Linked DNA regions of Mus musculus: region 2 is linked to region 1. Evidence: chromatin contacts called from public promoter capture Hi-C data. All regions are on one chromosome and are shown on one strand. The core of a region is the stretch at or near the end of the contact, and the rest is flanking DNA. Distances in the headings are between cores, read along the strand shown. Region 1 holds the start of Ttc32 (tetratricopeptide repeat domain 32). Region 2 holds the start of Mycn (v-myc avian myelocytomatosis viral related oncogene, neuroblastoma derived).

Evidence for each region. Promoter capture Hi-C pulls out the DNA fragments that hold promoters and counts their contacts.
Region 2: a promoter capture Hi-C map of pre-B cells shows a contact between it and region 1, with 4 times the contacts expected there. The contact joins the promoter of Mycn here to the promoter of Ttc32 in region 1. A contact is called at or near these places in 1 of 39 promoter capture datasets (pre-B cells) and 1 of 484 Hi-C or Micro-C datasets (pre-B cells).

What each region holds. Positions count from the first base shown.
Region 1 is chr12:9,027,817-9,033,329 of GRCm38.p6, forward strand. Ttc32 (tetratricopeptide repeat domain 32) reads left to right here and starts at 2,181. Exons shown (of 3, transcript NM_029321.2): 1 at 2,181-2,380. The coding sequence starts at 2,241. It overlaps Wdr35 (WD repeat domain 35), which reads left to right. Exons shown (of 27, transcript NM_001159527.1): 27 at 190-1,031. The coding sequence ends at 340.
Region 2 is chr12:12,938,472-12,943,984 of GRCm38.p6, forward strand. Mycn (v-myc avian myelocytomatosis viral related oncogene, neuroblastoma derived) reads right to left here and starts at 3,365. Exons shown (of 3, transcript NM_008709.3): 1 at 3,165-3,365; 2 at 1,139-2,015. The coding sequence starts at 1,922. RefSeq lists an enhancer at 4,136-4,164.

The sequences.
Region 1 (5,513 bases), core at 931-3,430:
TAATATTATTATCCTACATGAGTGTAGTAAAGCTATATTCATTTAAAGAAAAGTTTTTATGAGAAAAACTTTTAAAAGTATTTTATTTGAAATTTGACTTGGAAATTTTCATTCTTGAGTATTTAGAGTAGAGTAGACAGACCAATCACGTATTTTCACGTCTAATTGTTTTCTCTCTTATTTTTACAGCGGGGAAGGCAAACTGCCGACCTGTATCGCCACTGGCAGCCCAATCATCGAGTATCAGTTCTGGGTGTGCAAAGTCTGCAAGCACTACGTCCTCGCCCAGGAGATCAGCAACTACAACTTTTGCCCTTTATGCCACAGCTCGGTAGAATAAAGGAAAGAAGACTCTCAGTTGTACAGTGCTGGAAGCACACACGCTTCTCTGCACCCGACTGTGTCGTAGAGCTTGATTTCCTAAGGATTCATAGGAAAATCACCTCATCATCTGCTAGTTGTATTTTTGTATAAAATATATATTACAAAAGAAAATAAAAGTAAAGGGAGGGCTGGCATGTGCTCAGTGGTAGCATGCGTTCCAAGCCTGCGCAGGTCCTGGGTCCACTGTCAGTACTGGAAAAAAAAGATAATCCATACATCACAGTGCAACCAAGAGACAGTTTGATTCTTTTCACATAAGATTTACAGGTGTGAACTAATTTTTTTGTAGTTCCTGTCTGTTCATTTACCATTTATATAACTTATAGTTTGTGGCAAATTACCACAGAACTAGTTCTCTCTTGCCAAGGTTACCAGTTGGTTAGAGACCCCTTGGGAGGTAGCTGGGGATGGCAGAGGGTAGGAGGGGCTGCCTTGAAGCAGAGAACAGACATGACCTGGGTTCAGGGAGGCTCAGCAGCGGCTTAGGACATGAGCTCTGTTTCTACTTAAGGTTAAATTTCTGTATGTTCATAAATGAGGAAATGGCATTTTAAGACTTTTTATTATTTGAAGTTTTAAAGACTACAAGCCTCATTCAAGAGGAAGCATTTGGTCTCTTTTCTTTGTAATAAACATGAATTAACTGATTTTGAGTAATGCTGTAGTTATCATCAAGCTTATCCCGAGCTATGCCATGGTTCAGAGTACTCTAGTGGCCTAAATGTGACCCCAGCAGCCACAGCATGCACTAATGTGGCCGGTCCCAGCATTCTGGTAAGCAGTGTACCTGCACAGGCACTGCCGACCTCTCTCATCTGCCATACACAGCTCATTATATTTTGCTGAAATGTACTTTAAGATCACTTTTCTGACCGGGCAGTGGTGGCACATGCTTTTAATCCCAGCACTTGGGAGGCAGAGGCAGGGAGATTTCTGAGTTCGAGGCCAGCCTAGTCTACAGAGTGGGTTCCAGGACAGCCAGGGCTACACAGAGAAACCGTGTCTCGAAAAAACAAAACAAATCACTTTTCTTTATTCTCAGAGCTCAGATCAAAAGTTTTTCTGAGACATTATTTGAAATAAACATGAAAACAAATTCTGAAGGGAAAAAAGGACGTTTATCCCATGTTTCCTTCCACTATAATGTAGGGAAATGTGGCATTTGCATTGTCTTCACATCCACAGACACATCCTCGGACACACACAGAGACATACACAGAATATATATCACATGGGAGAAAAAGCTAAGTCTTTTTAGGAAAATATACAGTGACTGAAGTGGCAGAGAATTGTTACCATAGAGACTACAGAAAGTTCACACTCAGAAACATGGACAAATTTGTTTCAAAGTAACAGAATATTAACTCTGTTGCCATAGCTCTAGACGCTTATTTTGGGTATCTAAAATGAAAACAGCAATATTATGTTGCCCTCTACTGTCTGCTTCTATAATTATTTTCTAAAAAAAAATTTTTTAAAGACTTCTTTATTTACTATGTATACAGCATTCTGCCTGGATATATGCGCACCACCACCGCCCGGCCATGGGCACTGTCTGTCTGTCTATCTATCATCCATCTAATCTAATCTAATCTAATCTAATCTAATCTAATCTAATCTAATCTAATCTAATCTAATCTAATCTAATCTAATCTAATCTAATCTAATCTAATCTAATTATGTATACACATGTCACAAAGATTTAAATTCTCTTAATTTCCCGCGAACGGCGTCAGGCGCTACCAGTTGTCTCGCGATACTACGGGTCTTCAAACAGGACAAACGTCCTTTTCCTTTAGCCAACGAAGTCCCGTGAGCGGTAGCTGTGGTTCCGCTTCCACCCGGGTGAGGCGGTCATGGCCTTGCGGCCAGGCCGAGAGGGCGGAGAGAGCTCGGCCGCCCTGGCCACGGCGCAGGCTCGCTTCTCCAGGGGCGAGTTTGCCGAGGCCCGGGAGCTGTACTCCGCCTTCATTGGCCAGTGCGCGCGTCACGGGAGGTAACTATCGCGAGAGCGGGCTGGGCGCGTGGGTGGTCCCCGAGCCACGCGCGGACCGCGGAGTCCTGGGCTGCCGCTTGGTTTCCCCAGAAAAGATCCCCTCCGAGCCCTGTCCTTCGGGGAGGGGACGCCTTGGTCTCCGCAGAGGCCCAGGCGGCAGGAAGCCGCTGTTCTGGGCAGGGAAGGTGGTCGTCCTCGGAACCACAGCGACGCCTTTGTGTTCCGGACGCGAAGGTTCCGGTTCAGCACCCGCTTAAGCTAAGCACAGTCGCTGCACCCAGCTGTCCCGTTAGTGTTTACCACGACGTCACAGCACACTCCTGAAGTTAAGGGTTGTTAATGTGACACCGCTAGAACATCACAAGAGTCCTTTCTGTAGAATATCAAGCCAGCGATGAAACGTTTATTGCCCAGTACAGTTCTTTGTTACTTTGATATTTGAGTTCGAGCAGCTTATCAAGATGTGCACTCTGACCCCTCTATTCCCACTACGCTTTGAGTCTTTAGAAAACGGGGTTGTATGTCGAGCCAAAATCTGATAATTATAAAAATTTTGACATTTAGGGGTCTTGGTTGCATTCTGTTTTCTGCCAGTTAAGGAATTAAAAGGCAGTAAAACTCTCAAGCCAGGCAGGTAGCAGCGGAGGAGGAGGAGGTGGTGGAGGAGGAGGAGGGTGCCACGACTAAGTACAGCTTATGAGAGAATCCGCTAATGAGGAAAGGTTTCCTAGGGGTGAGAAAACTTGAGTGGGCAAACAGATAAAACCCTCGGCAAAGCGGAAGAGGATTTCAGGAACCCGCAGATCCACTCCTTTGAGGGTTTAAGGAACTGAGGGTTGGTCAGTTTGAGCACAGAGCCCTAAGCATGTCCGATCCAGCTTTGAACTTGTGTAGTAGTAGCATAGCAGAGCCATCAGCGGGGGTGGGGTGGGGTGGGGGGCTCTATTGGTGAAAAAAAAGTAGAAAAGCCTTTTTAGGCTGCCGGGTTTTTGTTTCCGGTCAGCCGGGTCAGGAAGAAGCAGGTCAGGTTGGCAGTTCACTATATTTATTATCTAGTCTCAGCTCCTCTCTTGATACATCTGCTTATCAGGGAGTCTTACTCTTAGCCCCTCCGTATTGTTTGTCCCAATGTCTCTGTATTGGTTGTGAATTGGTCGTTAAACCGGGAGAATCGATCCAACTCTGCAGGTTCACAATTCCACTGTAATAGAGTGAAGTCTTTTACTCTTTGTGATATTCACAGCCTGGCTATCTTCTGTGCTAATGCCTGCACATGTAGCATTAGTTACTTCAAGATTTGCCTTTGTTGCGCTTATGTAATGTGTGGAGTGAACACAGAGAAACAGAGAAACTGGGAATTTCTCTCTCTCTCTCTCTCTCTCTCTCTCTCTCTCTCTCTCTCTCTCTCTTTGTGTAGCCCCAGCTGTCATGAAACTCCCTCTACATACCAGGCTGCCCTTGAATGCAGAGATCCACCTGCCTCTGCCTCCCAAGTGCTGAGATTACAAGCTGTAGTACTGGACCTGGAAGATCTTTATAGTAGACTGCAAGCTTGTCTTTGCATGAGATCTAATACAGAAGACTATTTGTTTGTAAGACTTAAATGGAATTAAGCCAGAGAGGCAAAATTGCTTTTTCATTTTAGTACTACATTATCATAAAAGTTAACAGAAATTTCTTTTTTTTTAATAAAGTGTTTTTGTCTTTGATAATCCTCACCTCCCACTACTCACCTTAATTCCTCTCGCCTCTACCCCCACTTCCCTTCCCCCCCCTTTTTTTTTTAAAGTTACCAAATCCCATGTTGTGCTGCCCCAGTTATTCATAGATATGTGGCCATACAGGAGGGTGTTTGACCTACCAGGGCCATACTTGGTTTGACATACCAAGTGCAGCACTGTGACAGCACAGTGGAGCAATGTGATACCACAGTGGAGCACAGTGACACCAACTTGGAGCATGAAACAACACAGTGGAGCACTGTGAAAACACATTAGAGCATGTGACACCACAGTTTAGCACTGTGACACCACAGTGGAGCACTGTGACACCACAGAGCAGCACTTAGACTTAAGAAAGCTAACTCTCCCTCCCTTCCTCAGATGCCCTTAACTGTTCGTAGCTCCTCTAGGATACCCACTCCCACCCAGCTCCATGGAGTGTTTACTGACTTGATCTCGTGCAGGTCCTGTGCAGGCAACCATAGCTGTGAGTTTATGAGCACAGTGCCCCTGCAATGCCCGGAAGACACTGTCTCTTGGTTTTTGCCCCAGCCCCAGGCTCTTCTCATTTCCCTGAGCCTTGGGGGTGGGAGAAGGGTGTTGATTGGCATCCTGTTTGTGGCTGATCACTCTGCTGACATTTGCTAATAGAAAATTCCACATAGATGGTCGAGTGATGTTACCATCTCTCTCTCATTTCCACCACCACTCCTGATAAAAAGGCTAGCAAACACAGGAGACTGCCTTTCTACTCTCCTTTAGGCTCTAATGGGCTTCTTTAGGAAGTTTCAGGAACAATTAGCAGTAGGTATGTGGATGGTACATGAGCTGCTGCTTCTTTCTCATTTGCGCATGTCAGCCCAGGAACCCATGTCCACCACAGCGAGGTAATCTCTGCCCTAGACTTGCAGCCTGGCTGCAAGCCCACGCTGCAGTTTCAGCATCCCTTGCATCCCTTGCACCTTTCTCTGGTAGAGTTCAAAACGTGAAGTCTACCAGTTCCACGGTTCCCCTTACACATGTCTTTGAAAGTTTCATTTTATTTTTTTAAATATTGGGTTGCTGAATAATTCTGAACAGTACTGACTGCCTTCTGGGGGCCTAATGAGTAAAGGTGCCTGCCACACAAGCCCGATGACCTCATCTCAGTCCCTGGAATGTTTGTAAAGCCGAAGGAAGCAGAGAGCCACTCCCTGACTTCTCCATGCATGTGGTAGCACCTTACACAATACAATTAATAAAAACTCAAAAAATATTATGTTTAAAAAATCAGTACTTTAACAATGAAAATCAATGGTATCAGCCTGTCTCTGTCCTTCTCTGTCTCTCTTTAAAGCTTTCTTCTAAATACTTATGAATGTTTGCATACACATCTATCTGTGACCAGATGCATACAGTGCCCACAGAGGCCA
Region 2 (5,513 bases), core at 2,115-4,614, 3.9 Mb after region 1:
GGTCCCTTTAAGCCAGTGTTTTGGTTTTCAGCCAAGAAGACAGCTGTTGGAAGGAACTGCTTCCTAACAGAAAGCTGTCAAGGCACAGACATTAAAGGGACAGAGCCCTTTCAAAGTGCAGGCTTATCACCAAGTTTCCTCCCAGGAGCCTTAGAGCGATCCCTCCACAGCCCAGGAGGAAATTTAGACTTTTTATTCTTTGGCATTTTGAAAACACTGGCTTCCAAGGTCTAATAGGGGGGCTGGACCTACAGCTCGAAGGACAAGGGCAGACTGGATTTGGGTAAAGTGTGGTAGGTACTTTCACAGCCCCATGGAAAAAAAAAGCTTTCTTCTTCTTTTTAACCCTTTCTTTCCGAGGACAGCGCAGATAAAGGCTTACAATAGAACCAATGAATCCTAAGGGTGCGTGCATTCCTTAGGAGCGGCAGTGGTAGGGACCCGCCCTCAACCTTCAAGGGCAATGGGTTATGGAACACAACTCAGCTCAATTAGGTCAGAAATTCCAGCTAGGAAACACAACGGGACTAGTACTCAATCAAAACCGGAAAGAGGCTCTCTGAAAACGTACACAACCACTAATGCACTTGCTGCCAGCTGCTGAACTGGAGGGAGGGGGTGCCCCCATCACCCCCAGTCTTTTTGATCCTGCCTGTCTTGCGTCAGACACAACGCCGCCTGCTGGCCACGCACCAAACGCAAACAGCCCACCACCCACGGAGGGCTCAGAGTCCTAGGGGAGGGGAGGGAGGAATTGCCAGGCATTCTCTTAACTTTTGCAAGTGGGATTGTGCAGCCCTCGTCTTGCAGGGAGTCTTTTCCCTTCCTTGACCTGGCTTAAAGGTTCCTTTCCAACGGACTAACAGATTTCTGTACAGGTAGTTTTTTGGACTCCACAGACTGACTGAGCTGGCCACCAACTTTTGCCACAGTGAGGGCATGCCTACCGCAAGGATTCGCGAAAAAGGGGATGGCAAATTTAAGAGAAGGTGTAGCTGGTGTTTCCAGCCTCTTCTGTCCCGGGAGGCTGGTGAACAGAAGAGAATCACCCGCACAAATCTATGATAACAAAGGGAACGCAGCACCCCCACCTTCCCAGTCCGTAAGGAGCTAGCAAGAACTCTACTCTAGGCTTTACCTGAGTCGCTCAAGGTATCCTCTCCGGAGGTGCTGAGGGCCTTGGCCTCCCCACTGCTGGCAGGACGGCCGCCTGCACGAGCAGGAGCAGCCACCGGGGCAGTAGCTGGAACAGACACACTAGTGACCGCAGCGCTGGTCGCCGGGGCGCTAGTGGGGGCAGCGGGCACCGACGCCGACTCTCGCTTGTTCACCGGGAAGGGGAAGACCACGGCGGGGTCCACACATTCGGCAGCCGGGTGGGAGAGGTCGGTAGGCAGGGTGGCCCCGGTGTGGCTAGCACTCGACGACCCACCAAGGGCACGGCCCCCGGGGCTGCTGGCACCCACTCCGGGAGCCGAGCAGGCTGAGCTGACGCCCGGGGGCCCGTGGCCGTGCTGTAGTTTTTCGTTCACTGCGCGCTCTAGCTTCTCGCGGGCAGAGAAGCCGCTCCACATGCAGTCCTGAAGGATGACCGGATTAGGAGTGAGGCCACCCAGGCCCCCGAGACCGAACGCATCCTCCTCGGCCGGGTTGCCCCACAGGTCGGCCTCCGGCAGCAGCATCTCCGTAGCCCAATTCGAAGGCTCCGGGCTGTGCTCTGGGAAGGCGCGGCTGGGCGACAACGGGGGCGTGGGCAGCAGCTCAAACTTCTTCCAGATGTCCTCCCCCGGTGGGGTCGAGTCGGGACCGCCGAAGTAGAAGTCATCTTCGTCCGGGTAGAAGCAGGGCTGCAGTGAGTCAAACTCGAGGTCTGGGTTCTTGCAGATCATCCCCGGCATGGTGGACGCGGTGCAGCTGGGCATGGGTTCGCCTCTCTTTTAATATCTCCGCTCTTTTTAATATGGGGGAGTGCTTCCTTCCCGTGGAGAGCAGCAGAGTCGCGCCAACCTCCAACTCTACAACCAATAGGCAAACCAAGAGAGAATGAGCCAAAGGGGTGGGTTGGTGGGGACAGGCAGTGGGAGCCCCCAATCTCTTCTGCAAGCTCCCCACAGCTCTGGAAGGTGGGAGAAAGTTGAGCGTCTCCCCTACTCCCTCCTTTTGTGTACAAGCTGTCTAAGACTGGGAGTGGGAGGGGGCTTGCAGATGCAGGGGGTGGTGTGGCTCTCTGCAACTTTGGAAACTGCCGTTTCATTCACACAAGGCACTGCCTGGGGGAGGGGGGCTGTTCAAGCTGCAGATCTCAGCTCTTACTAGCGCGACTACCCCACTTGCACTAGTTGCTTAAAGGAAGTCCTTGCTCTCTAGCCCAGCTACCAGGCATGGGATTGAAGTACCTTTCATTCCCCTTTTGCAGAAATGCGATCACGGGAGCGCAAACGCTAACGGGGTTCAGGAAACTTTATTAATTATTAAGGGCCTTTCTCCAGTCAGACCAACAACAGGCAATTACATACAACCCTCTCCACCTAGACCTAGAGCCTCAATCTTGGCAGATACCCTTGGTACTCATCGCTGCCTATACCTATACCCTTTCCATTCCCCTTCCTTCAGAGACCTCAACCTCTTCAACAGGCGGGGGGAAAGGCTGAACCCCATCCCTAGGAATGGTGCAGGGTCGCCGGCGAGAATCGCGTCTCCTAAGCCGGAGCAGCCGTGACCTACATTATCACTCAGGCACCTAGCTTCGCCTAACCCCTTTTCCTTCTTTCCCCGCGGCACCTTTTGGAGAACCCCAGCTTGGGGTGGGGACGCACCGGTTCCCAGTCACCTCACACTCAGACAAATCTTGTGGAGCCGGGCGAATTTCTTTTCGCTAAAGCTATTTCTCTGCCTGGGCCAGGGCTGTAAAAGGGATTAGGGCGGGTCTCTTCCAGCCAGGGTGCCTTCGGGTGCTGAATAGGCTTTTCAGGAAAAAAAAAAAAACAAAAAACCCAGATGGTTTTGTTTCGGAAGCAGACGCGGTGTGTTGCCCCCTTACCCCCTCCCCCAGAAAAGCCCGGCATATTTGGGTGCAGGGTGCGGAGCCGCGTCCAGGGGCTTGCCTAGCCGCAGCGCTCCGCCGTTCCCCGGGCGCTCGAAGCTTCGCAAGTACCGCTTCTTACCTCCCGCAGACTGCCGGGGATCCGGAGGCGACTCGGGGCTGGGGTCTCCGGGTGGGCTGAGGGAGCGGCGGCGGGAGGGGGTTGTCCTCCGGCGGCTGCAGTGTGTGCGCGCTTACGCCTGGCTAGCGCTCGTTCGGCTCCAACCCAGTTCCCAGGAGCCCCCCGCATCCACCCAGCGCGTCCAGACAGATGACTGTCACTGGCTGCGCTTTGAAGCTCGGGGGATATTATTAACTGAAAAAATCTGACACACCCGGGGGGCGGGGAGAGAAGGGGGCTGTGGCGCAGACGAGGGGGAGGGAGAAAGGCAGAGGCAAGAGGCTTTTCCCCGCCCTCTTGATTTCCATAAAAATCAGGGGAGGCGCCAAAGCCTTTCGCGCCAAAAGCCATTTGCTTTTCTCTTTTTTTCCGACTCTCTCTCTCTCTCTCTCTCTCTCTCCCTTCCCTCCTCCCCTCTTCTCCTCTCCCCCTCCTCCCCTCCTCTCCTCTCCCCCTCCGTCCCTCCCTCTCTCCCCCTCCCCCCTCTCGTTTTTCAGACTGCAAGCAGCAAAGCTGGGAAACCCGAGGAGTGCTTCCCCCTCCCTTTTGGACCCCCTGGCTTGCACCCGCTGCACTCCGTGTTTTTTTTTTTTTAAAGGTCGCTGGGTGTGTTCTGGGAATGGGAAAAGAGGTTTCTAGCCCAGTCCCTGCGTGGACTGCGCGCGAGTGTATGTTTGTGTGAAAGATGAGCTCCAGGCTAAAGTGGAACAAGGCCTGGTCGAGGGGCTGTTCGTGTGTGATCTCGAAGGAAGGCGACACAGGAGTGCAAAATGGGAGGCCGAGGACGCGCCCACGTAGAAACAGACCGCAGGAGGTTTCTAGTTTCAAATTGAAAGGAAGGGGCGCCCCCCTTGTTTGAAAATAAATAAGTGCGGGCTACGAGGGTGGCGCCTTACCGCTTTCTTCGGCCGAAGGCGACACCTCGCGGAGACCAAGCAGAAAGCGGAGCCGCACCGCCCAGCCTCGGAGCCCGAGTGGGGCCACCCCCGCGAGACAATTAGCGAATCCTTGCTACCGCGGAAGGGATTGTGAAACGCGTGGAGGGACGTCCCCTGAAGTCGCGCCCACCGTTCCCAACAAAAGCCTTTCCGAAGCCAGGGTTGAATTACGGACCGCTGCTTTCCTTGCCCAAATCACTGACTGCTCTGTATACCTCGAGTTCCTACGGATGGTGACATCAAGGAAAGCCATCATTAATTTGGCCTCTTTGTGTCCCATTTGCCTCACTTACGAGCTGGCGTGAACAGAGAGAGCGCGACATCTTATTTAGACTAGAGCAGGGTGCGTGTATTCTTTCCTCACAGCCGTGGGCACATTTCCCTCCCTCCCCATCCCACAGCGTCTCACTTCTGTCTAGGCAAGCATGCTAAAAGGTTTGTTTCCTAAATGTGGGGCTAAAAATAAATGCTCTTGCCCCACAAAACTTTCCAGGAGTAACCTGGGTCCCTGGGTGAAGCCCTTTTTCAACACACATTCTCAGTAGGGTGGGATTTATCCTTAAACCCTTAAGCTTGTTTGTGGGGAAGCGTCTCCATTTCCCTCTAAATTGAAAATGACACCCCTCATTCACCTCCAGCGAGGAAGAAGAGAATGCCTAGAGAGTCAAGGTCAAAATGTGTATTAGCATGTGTGAAAGTCTTCCCATCTGTCCCCGAATGCCTACATAATTCTGGGGACTGCGGCAGGTTCTAGGAAGTAGCCGTGAATGAGGGTGAGCCACCCTTCCAAGGCCTTTCTTATTGGGCTCACATATGTAAAACCCATTACCTTTGCAAAAGCCTTTAACACCCTCATTTTCACACCCCTGGCCTCTTCCAAACCGAGACCTCCCGCTGAATTCTCCCTCAAGATGCTGGCTCTCTGAAAACTTTGCCTCAGATTGTAATTATACATACACAGCAGGGGCTGTATGGTAAGTGTTCCTGGATGCCGCTGGAGGTAGGCTCCATTGAAAGGAACCCTTTTAGACAGCCAGATCTGGCAGGTTAGTTTTGTTTATTAGTGGCACAGTGGGGGAGAGATAGGTGTGGCTCCCAGAACCTTTTCTTTTTGTTGTTGCTTTGGGGGGGGGGGGAGGAGAGGTGTTTCTGTTTGTTTTTTGAGCCGAGGTCTCATATAGTCCAAGATGACCTTGAACTCTATTTTTATTGAGGAGGATGACCTTGAATTGATCCTCTTGCCATTACCCAAACTCTGGGACTACAGGTCTGTGCCACCACATCTGGCTTCTAGAATCTTCCTCAGAACTTCAGCAGCGGACACGTAAAGGACACTTTGACCAGCCTACTAGAACTCCCTCAAGCAGCAGGG